Linked DNA regions of Sus scrofa: region 2 is linked to region 1. The links are chromatin contacts, called in public Hi-C maps. All regions are on one chromosome and are shown on one strand. Each heading gives the region's core, a stretch centred on a gene start, on an enhancer-like site or on the middle of the called end of the contact. The rest is flanking DNA. Distances are from core to core; before and after follow the strand shown.

What was found. A called contact is a pair of places that touch in the nucleus more often than the background predicts.
Region 2: a contact with region 1 is called in a Hi-C map of liver, with 4 times the contacts expected there. The contact joins two enhancer-like sites. A contact is called at or near these places in 1 of 5 promoter capture datasets (liver) and 2 of 47 Hi-C or Micro-C datasets (both in liver).

What each region holds. Positions count from the first base shown.
Region 1 is chr12:31,006,319-31,010,869 of Sscrofa11.1, reverse strand. No RefSeq gene overlaps it. Among named protein-coding and RNA genes, the nearest start is that of TOM1L1, 200 kb to the left of the region's middle. Within about 2 kb of position 2,214, at least 2 of the 83 cell types and tissues checked have an H3K27ac peak or open chromatin away from gene starts, as enhancers often do. A contact at or near this core is called in liver, where this site is marked.
Region 2 is chr12:31,188,507-31,193,057 of Sscrofa11.1, reverse strand. No RefSeq gene overlaps it. Among named protein-coding and RNA genes, the nearest start is that of TOM1L1, 17 kb to the left of the region's middle. Within about 2 kb of position 2,592, at least 2 of the 83 cell types and tissues checked have an H3K27ac peak or open chromatin away from gene starts, as enhancers often do. A contact at or near this core is called in liver, where this site is marked.

The DNA.
Region 1 (4,551 bases), core at 965-3,464:
CACTAACCCAATGAGCCAAAATGGGAACTCCAAAAGTTTCTTATTTGGGATGATTGGGTCTAAGGTTTAATCAAAGGGTATTTGGCTCACACAAAAAGATGTAGAATTGTTAGCTCTTCGCTATAACCCTACTTTGAGTATTCAGATAATAATAATTATTATAGCTACAACAAATACTGCTTACCTTATGTTAGACAATGTATTCTATTCTTTCCTTTTTTTTTTGTCTTTTTGCTATTTCTTGGGCCACTCCCGCGGCACATGGAGGTTCCCAGGCTAGGGGTCCAATCGGAGCTGTAGTCGCCGGCCTACGCCAGAGCCACAGCAACGCGGGATCCGAGCCGGGTCTGCAACCTACACCACAGCTCACAGGCAACGCCGGATCGTTAACCCACTGAGCAAGGCCAGGGATCGAACCCACAACCTCATGGCTCCTAGTCGGATTCGTTAACCACTGCACCACTACGGGAACTCCTATTTTCTTTTTCACTTTTTTTTTTTTTTTTTTGCTATTTCTTGGGCCACTCCCGCGGCATATGGAGGTTCCCAGGCTAAGGGTCGAAACGGAGCTGCAGCCACCAGCCTACACCAGAGCCACAGCAACGCGGGATCCGCCGCGTCTGCAACCTACACCACAGCTCACAGCAACGCCGGATAGTTAACCCACTGAGCAAAGGCAGGGACCGAACCCGCAACCTCATGGTTCCTAGTCGGATTCGTTAACCACTGCGCCATGACGGGAACTCCCTATTTTCTTTTTTAAAACAAATGTTATCATTTTATTATATTTTTTATATATCTCCTATTCTTTACTTTTAATGGTCATGAAAACCTTATGAAACAGGGACTATTTTAATCTCTTTTCTATATATAAAAATATGAGGTTTAGGAAGTCATAGGAAGTGACAGGAGAGGCAAATTGCAGATACAAATATATGCCTAATGTCAATTATTATTATTATTATTATTATTTTGTCTTTTTAGGGCCACACCCACGGCATATGGAAGTTCCCGGGCTAGGGGTCTTAATCAGAACTATAGCTGCCGGCCTATGCCACAGCCACAGCAATGCCAGATCTGAGCCGTGTCTGCAACCTACACTTCAGCTCACAGCAACGCGGATCCTTAACCCACTGAGCGAGGCCAGGGATTGAAACAAGGACCATTATTTTAAAAACTTCACTTTACTATCTCCCTTAGAACAGGGGTAGTGACTATGAAGCAGGGCATGTTGCTTTTTCCTCTTTCTGTGAGAAGGAACCCAATGCGTGAGTCCTCTCCTAATTATATTAATTTCTGTCCTGGAAGAGTAAGGTAGATGAATCATTTCAATGCACCTTTGGTGCCCAGATTGAGAAAATAAACCAGGCTACTAAATGTTTTCCTAAAGGTCCCTACTTAATAGGAGCTTAGGGAAACTGCTTAATCATTTATGTCATTGAACAAACCATGAGATCGGGATATTTTCTGTCCTGGCAGATTCTGAAAAAATGGAGCCAGAAAACTTTTGGATGAAGAAGTCACATTTGAGCAACATTCTCTGGGGTTACCCTGTCCTAAGACATCTCCCTTCTTGTTACTTATTAAAAGTAGCTTTGACTCAAATGTTAATGTTTAAATTGGATTTTTAGTATACCAATTTCACTGTTTTTTAGAAAAACCTATAATTCCACCTCTGGGCCTTTTTAGCTACATTAATAAGTCCCAAACCTATATAAATAAATTTCGATTGTCTGAAAGTGAAAGTACTTCATGAATCAGACTGACAAAAACAAGGAAACCCAAACTCATTTAGACCTATAATTGGATCATTCCTACTTTTGGCAATCCCTTATATATTTCCCAATGAATTAACATGATTACACCTGAGACCCAGAGAACGTAAATTTTCACTTTAAATTAAAGAGAGGGTGCTTGATAGATCTTTTCTCTGACCAGCAAGAGGTCTCCAGAGACTCCAAGATTCATTAATACATTGAGCTTTGAGGTTTTGGATTTAGCAGACTATCTATGTGGAGTCAATATTAAGTGGTCTAATGCTCAAATTCCTTCTCAACTAGTTGTCTCCATGGGTTAGAAAATGCTGCTAGCAAAGCCATTTATTCTTTGTAGAGTGGAGAAAGTTGCTGTTCCAAACTATTGGTTGGATTATTAACCTCAGCTTGTAAATGTTTGCAGTGTTTCACAAGGCAAGAGCCAGGGACAATCAAACCATGACAATTGATTAGTTCCTTTTGTACTTGGGTAAGCTTGATATCATCCCAAAGGAAAACAAACAATGTCATTTCCCTTCTGCCCCCAAGAATCTCATCTTGCTTGGTCAAATTCACACCACTTTTTAAAAGAGAAAAGCAGAAGGCTTTTTGTGTTACCCCCAAGGTCATCAACAGTGGGGATGGTGTAGACACATCATATTACTTTATGTCAAGGGCCATTTTACCAGTTATTCCATTGTATAGGGGAGACCCCTGGGACATCTGAGCCTACATGGATAGAGGAAAGAGAGATTGAACTCTTGGCTTCCACCATCATGTGCTTGAATTCCAGCCCCATGTATGAAACTGTCTTCTCAAAATGTCCACTTGATAAATTCAGACACATTTCATATTTAACATGTAAAAATAGAACTCTCTTCTTCTTCTTATAGATAGATAGATAAGGTATTTCTGCCTGGCATCTGTGAATATGACTTTATTTGGAAAAAGGGTCTTTGCAGATACAATTAGGTTAAGGATCTTAAGATGAGATCATTCTGGATTATCTATGTAGGTCCTAAATCTAATGACAAGTGGGTATATAAGAGATAGAAGAGAAGATGCACAGAAGAGGAGAAGGCCAAGTGAAGACAGAGGTAGAGATTGTGGTCATAGAACCCTAAGTCAAAAACTGCCTAGAGCCACGAGAAGCGGAAGAGACAAGGAACGATGCTTCCCTAGAGCCTTTGGCAGGAGTATGGCCCTGCTGATACTTTCGTTTTGGACTTCTGTCCTTTAGAACGATGAGAGACTAATTCTTACTGTTTTATTTTTATTTATTTATTTATTTTTTGGTCTTTTGTCTTTTTGTTGTTGTTGTTGCTGTTGTTGTTGTTGTTGTTGTTGCTATTTCTTGGGCCGCTCCCGCGGCATATGGAGGTTCCCAGGCTAGGGGTCCAATCGGAGCTGTAGCCACCGGCCTACGCCAGAGCCACAGCAACGCGGGATCCGAGCCGCGTCTGCAACCTACACCACAGCTCACGGCAACGCCGAATCGTTAACCCACTGAGCAAGGGCAGGGACCGAACCTAGTCGGATTCGTTAACCACTGCGCCACGACGGGAACTCCTAATTCTTACTATTTTAGACCACCAACTTTGTGATACTTTGTTACAGTAGCCCCAGGAAATAAATGCGGGCCCCAAGTCTGCTTTAGCCTTCAGTTGATGGCAACTCTGGTCTTTCAGCTCAGTTCAAAAACTGTGAGGTGGGGAAGGAAGGTCATCCTTGACTCCTTTCCTCTCTCTAATCCTTCAGCAAATCCTGTTTCTTTACTGTCAAAATATTCCAAGGAGTTGATTATTTCTTGTTATTTCCATTACTACGGGCATCACCCATGCTACATCCTCTCTCACCTACAAAACCTCCTAACTCATCTCCTTGATTTGATCATGTCTACTACACTTGATTTTCAAAAAAAACAGCAGGAATGAGCCTTTTAAAAGCCAAATCAGGTCACCACATTTCTCCACTTAAATAATGTTGGTGGTTTTCCATTTTACTCAGTAAAACCAAAGTTCTTACAATGCCTCTAAAACCCCAGGTCAACTGCTTCTTACTCTTAACTTGGTATAAGAACTGCCCAGAACCCCTTTTCAAAAACTGCAACACCTCCCCTTGCTCACACCCTATCCTCCTTAGCCTAATTACTCTCTACAATGATACTTAACTTTCTAACTAAATATGTGACTTTTTTTATTAAGTTGTATCGACTCTCTTCCCCCATTAGAATGTAAGCATCATGAGAGCAGGGTTGGGTGTTTTTGGTTTTGTTTTGTTTTTTCCTATTTTTGCCACTGCTGTATCCCAAGCTTCTAGAATAACTGTTCTCAAATTCTTTCTACAAAAGGCCAGGGTGTAAATATTTTATTTGCTCTGCAGTCCACGAGGTTTTTGTTGCTGCTATTTAATCTTGCCATTGTAGTGAGAAAGCAGCCATAGACTGAATGTGGCTATGCTCCAACAAGACTTTATTTGCAAAAACAGGCATTGGGCAGGAAATGGCCTGTGAGCTCTAGCTTGCCAATCTCTGTTCTTGAAAAACATCTAGCACCCAATAGTTGAGTGAGTAAATACATAAAATTCACAAAATTGGATGTTATTAATCCTCAGGGGGCCTCATTTTCTTTAGCTAGCAAATCAGGATATTAATAAATCCCCCCAGGGGTGTTTTAAAGTTTAAATGGGAAAAGATAAGGTGAGAACACCTAGATGAGTGTCACAGTAGGAAATTCAGAGTAGGGCTTCCTCCCTCTGCCATTAAAAGGGAGTAGGAAAAGGTAAAATGTATTATTAC
Region 2 (4,551 bases), core at 1,343-3,842, 180 kb before region 1:
CTGCAGCTGCTGGCAACAGCTCTCAGCAACGCCAGAGCTGAGCCTCATCTGTGACCTACCCCGCAGCTCATGAATATGCTGGATCCTTAACTTGCTGAATCCTTAACTCACTGAGCAGGGCCAGGAATGGAACCTGTATCCTCATGGCTACTAGTTGGGTTCATTATTGCTGAGACACAAGGGGGACTCCCAAATTTTTTTAAAAAAATATTTTGGCCACCTTGCCGACTGTGAAAGTTCCTGGGCCAAGGATTGAACCTGTGCCATAGCACTGACAATGCTGGATCTTTAACCCACCGAGCCACTATGAAAGTGGTAACAAATTCTTGATGGTGATTGTAATTCAATATAGAGGAGGCTTTTCAACTGAGAATGTACTTTTTCTGCTTACAATTTTTATGTATTTGCTTTTTTTTTTTTTTTGCTTTGTTTGTTTGTTCTAGCCACGCCTGTGGCATGCAGAAGGTCTGAGGCCAGGGATGGAACTTTTCCACAGCAACAACCCAAGCCACAGCAACAACCCAAGCCACAGCAGTGACAATGCTGGATCCTTAACCCACTGAACGACCAAGGGACTCCAATCTTACTTATCATCATTTATTTCATCTTATCTTAGAATCTGACCTCAGTGTACTTTAAATTATCTGCTTTAAAAAGACATAAGTATTACATTTTTTAATAGGGTGCCTGAATTTCTGTATATGGAAAATAGAACATTTTTTTCTATACAGGTGATTTTTTCTTTTAACCACAAGAGGGCAGCATTGTATAACTTATCAGATTCTCCCACTTGCCTAGCTGGACAGCCACGTTCTGGCAGAATGATTCCTGGGAGCAGGAGGGGGGTTTGGGGAACAGCAGGCAGCTGTGTTTTCTAGGGTGTTTTACTGCTAAGGGCTTGCTGCTCTGCAGGGGGTCACACGGATGCTTCTCACTGTTTTTCCTTCCTGGGGGTCTCACATTTGGCAGCAAGACCTGGTATTATTTAGTTAGCAGGCAGATGAGGGGTCTAGGGGAGGTGGTTGTTTAGGGATTGATATGTATCAGGAATTAGGTAGCTATAGGAAGGGATGGTTTAATTACAGCCACGTCTAGGATTTGAACCTCTGAATGGAAGATATATACCTACAGTTGTGCACTTTGAAATGTAGTTAGAGGCTGCCTGGAGAGGCTATATCATTAAGAAAGATGTGAGGTTGAAGGTGAGTCTAACAAAGGAAGTATATCATGATCAACTGGCACAGATGGTCAGGGAGATGAGAGGATAAAGCCTTATATTTTACATTCTTATTACATCATGTATTCATTTATGATTGAATTTTATCACTAGGAGGTACAATATGAATTTCTAAGCTATTGCGAGAGAAGCTGTCTACTAAAAGGTAATTACAATTCAGTCTAAGTGGTGAGCACAGAGTGGGAACTAACTTTTCAGGGTGGGTTGGTGGTAGTGTGGGTGAAAGGTCTGGGCAGCTAAGGTAGGGTTAGAGCCAGGTCTGTGGGTGTAGGCCTGAGCACAAATACTGCAGAGGCCAGGAGGGGGAGAAAACTAGTTAGGCCTGCATCTCACAAACTCTTCCTTTATAGGGAGGACTTTAACTTTGTTTTCCTATAGAGGGACGGTAGCAGTTACAAAGATGCTCCCAGTTTCCTTCACAATTAAAGGTCTTTCTCTATCAGCTTTGCTAACCAAGCCCTGAGAACATATGGCAACGTTTCCTTGTTTATTCTACAAACACACATCAGGGCCTCCAAATGTGCCAGTTCACTGAGCTAGGAAAGATGTGCATATTTATTCATTCAGTGGTATATGAAGAAGAGGAAAGCCAATTTCTATACTCCAAGCACTCAAAATCAAATAAGGAAGAACTCCTAACTTAGTGGGCAAAGTTAATTTCTTTGTGCAAATGGGCAGAAAATTCACTTTTCATCAAGTGAATCTAGTGATCACAGTTTTTCCTCTCCAGCTTCTTAGCATAAAAGAATCAGATAGCTCCAAAATGGTAGAAATTAGAGTATTTCATCTTGGTTTTAGCCCCATGTTATAAGGTGACTGTCACACCGTGTTCCTTACAAAAACATAACTAACGTCAAATCGCATTCCAGAGTTAAATAGAAATGCTTCTCAGATCATGTACTGTTTTGATATTTCTATGTCAGGGGTTCTCAACATGATAGGAAATCCATTCCAATTTGTAGAGGAAAAAAAAGAGAGTTATTAAAGAGATAGTAGGGGATCAATATCACTTTCAAGTGAATTAATTTATATTTTACCCACAGAAAAATTATCTATATAATTTGAATGTATGCATATTTATTCATTCTGCAATGTTCATACAGATCTAAGGACTTCTCAAGACAACCCTGCAGCTTTCTCCTGAGGCTTTTAGTTTAGAAATCCCTGCACCACTCCAGAGCCTTTCCTAAGGAAACCCACTTACTGCCCCTTTTCAGAGCACTTCTTTGCTTGGCTGTGTTCAAAATCAGGAATCAGCTGACACTTTCTGTAAAAGGCCAGATAGTAAATATTTCAGGCCTTGTGGGCAACTGCTCAACTCTGCCTGCCAAGCAGTCACAGACAACACATAAATGAGTCAAAGTACAAAAACAGGTGGCAGGCCAGATTTGGGCTCTGGGCCATACCTGGTTCTAAATCATTTCACCCTACCATTTTAGCTGATTGGACTAGGAGAGGGCCCTGAAGTTAAGACGAATCTATTAGCCAATCTCCGGGTCATCAGCAGTCTTGGAAGGGACCTGGTATGAGACTTTGTATTAATTTGTGTTTCTTGTTAGGTAGATAGATAGATAGATAGATAGACAGATAGACAGATAGATAGATAGGTGATAGAGCAATTGTTAGTAGGGTCAGATACAGTGGAAGCCATGAGTAGTCAGAAGCTATCAGTAAGCTAAAGCCAAAAGCTAGAAAAACAACATCCAGATGGAAAGTGGAGTAGTTGGTAAGTAAAATCAATAGTAGAGAATTTGAGAGGATTCTCAATGATGAGGGTTGTCAGGTTTTTGATGCTGATGGGTCTTGGGAACTGTATATCCTGAAAAAAAAAAACTTAAAGTTTTAAGCTATGTTCCAGCCTCCGTCCAGCCATTCTCCGGTTCCTGGGAGATTTCTATTGTTCTGAATTCCACATTTCATCTTGCAGCTCATCTCCCGTTGCCAGCGGTAACCTCAAAGACTCTCTATTTCTGGTCACTCCGAAGAGCCTAACACTCTCCTCTGCCTGTAGGTTGGGAACCAGAGCTGTGCATGAAATATTCATCAGGGAATATTGGCTATGTTAGGAGATTTTCTTTGTTAATCACTCCTTTTATACTTTGTGTCTCGTCTTAGAATGGACTGAATGTGTAAGACGTCCCTTAAAGAGGCACAGACGTTTTCTCTGGGGCATTTGATGAGGAACAAGTATGATTGTGTATCCCCTTCAGGCCCTTTGGGGCTGCTCAGTGAGGCATTCAGGCTCCATATGGTGAAAATTATTCTGTGACAAGTCTAGTTTGTTCTAGTTGTTGCTTCTATTGAGGAGCTTGGGGAAACCTTTTCGTATTCCTCACCTGAGTGCAGCAAAGGGTTTGGGGCTGTCTGAAAACAGCTTTAAAGGAAGGTTACGTTATTAATCAACATGCTTTTATGTCCAGTTGTCTCGAGTGGGCGATGAGTCCTTCACATCCCTCTTAACAGTGCCTGGGTTTTAATTCAACCCGTGTCATTGCTGACAGTGTTTTATTGTTCCCTTCTCTGACTGCCTATCTTAAAATAACAGATTTTGGAAGAAACTTTTGTCTTTTTCTTCCACAGTATGGGGAAGGAGGTGCAATTTTGCAGCTATTCAGGGTAGAAAGATGTTTTAGTTTTGAAGGGCTGACTTCTTGGATTTGTTAATACAGTTCCTTTCGCACCTCTACTGAAGGATATTTTATTTTTCTGATTCTTTCTTATTATTTAAAAAAAAATTAGCCAATTGCCAACCATTGCGTACAATGGCACCCTGCTTTTGGAAACGCTTTCTTATAGACCTGGGAGTACAGGGGAGTTATTAATATGAAACCTTTGCTATCCCCTCTTGAGAGAAGGTGAAAATAGACGTCACTACTATCATCATTCTATTAGGGACTAAACTGAATTCATAACAGACCTCGTATTTGCAAACTTGCCATGTACTAGACACCGAGGCACAGAGCATTTGGTAACTTGCCCAAGGGCTCGCAGGAAGCAGCAGATACGTTTGATTCCAGGGTATGTAAGCGTTGTGCCTTGCTGCTTCCATAGCCTCATGCCCATGAGCTCAGACTACAGAAAACTTCAAAGAACTCTCCATGCACAGGACGTGGAGATCTGAAGAAGAAAACCCAGGTGTGTGTGAGCAACAATATGTTTGATCCCTTTAAATGTCTTCCTTTTCTGTAAGCAGGAGAAATAGACGTCTCTGGGTTGTGTTTTTAGTAACAAGTCAGATAGTCAATGCCATGTATTGATGCCACTATGTGGCAGCCTTCCCCTAGGCACCTATGCAATGATGCTACAAGTCGGAA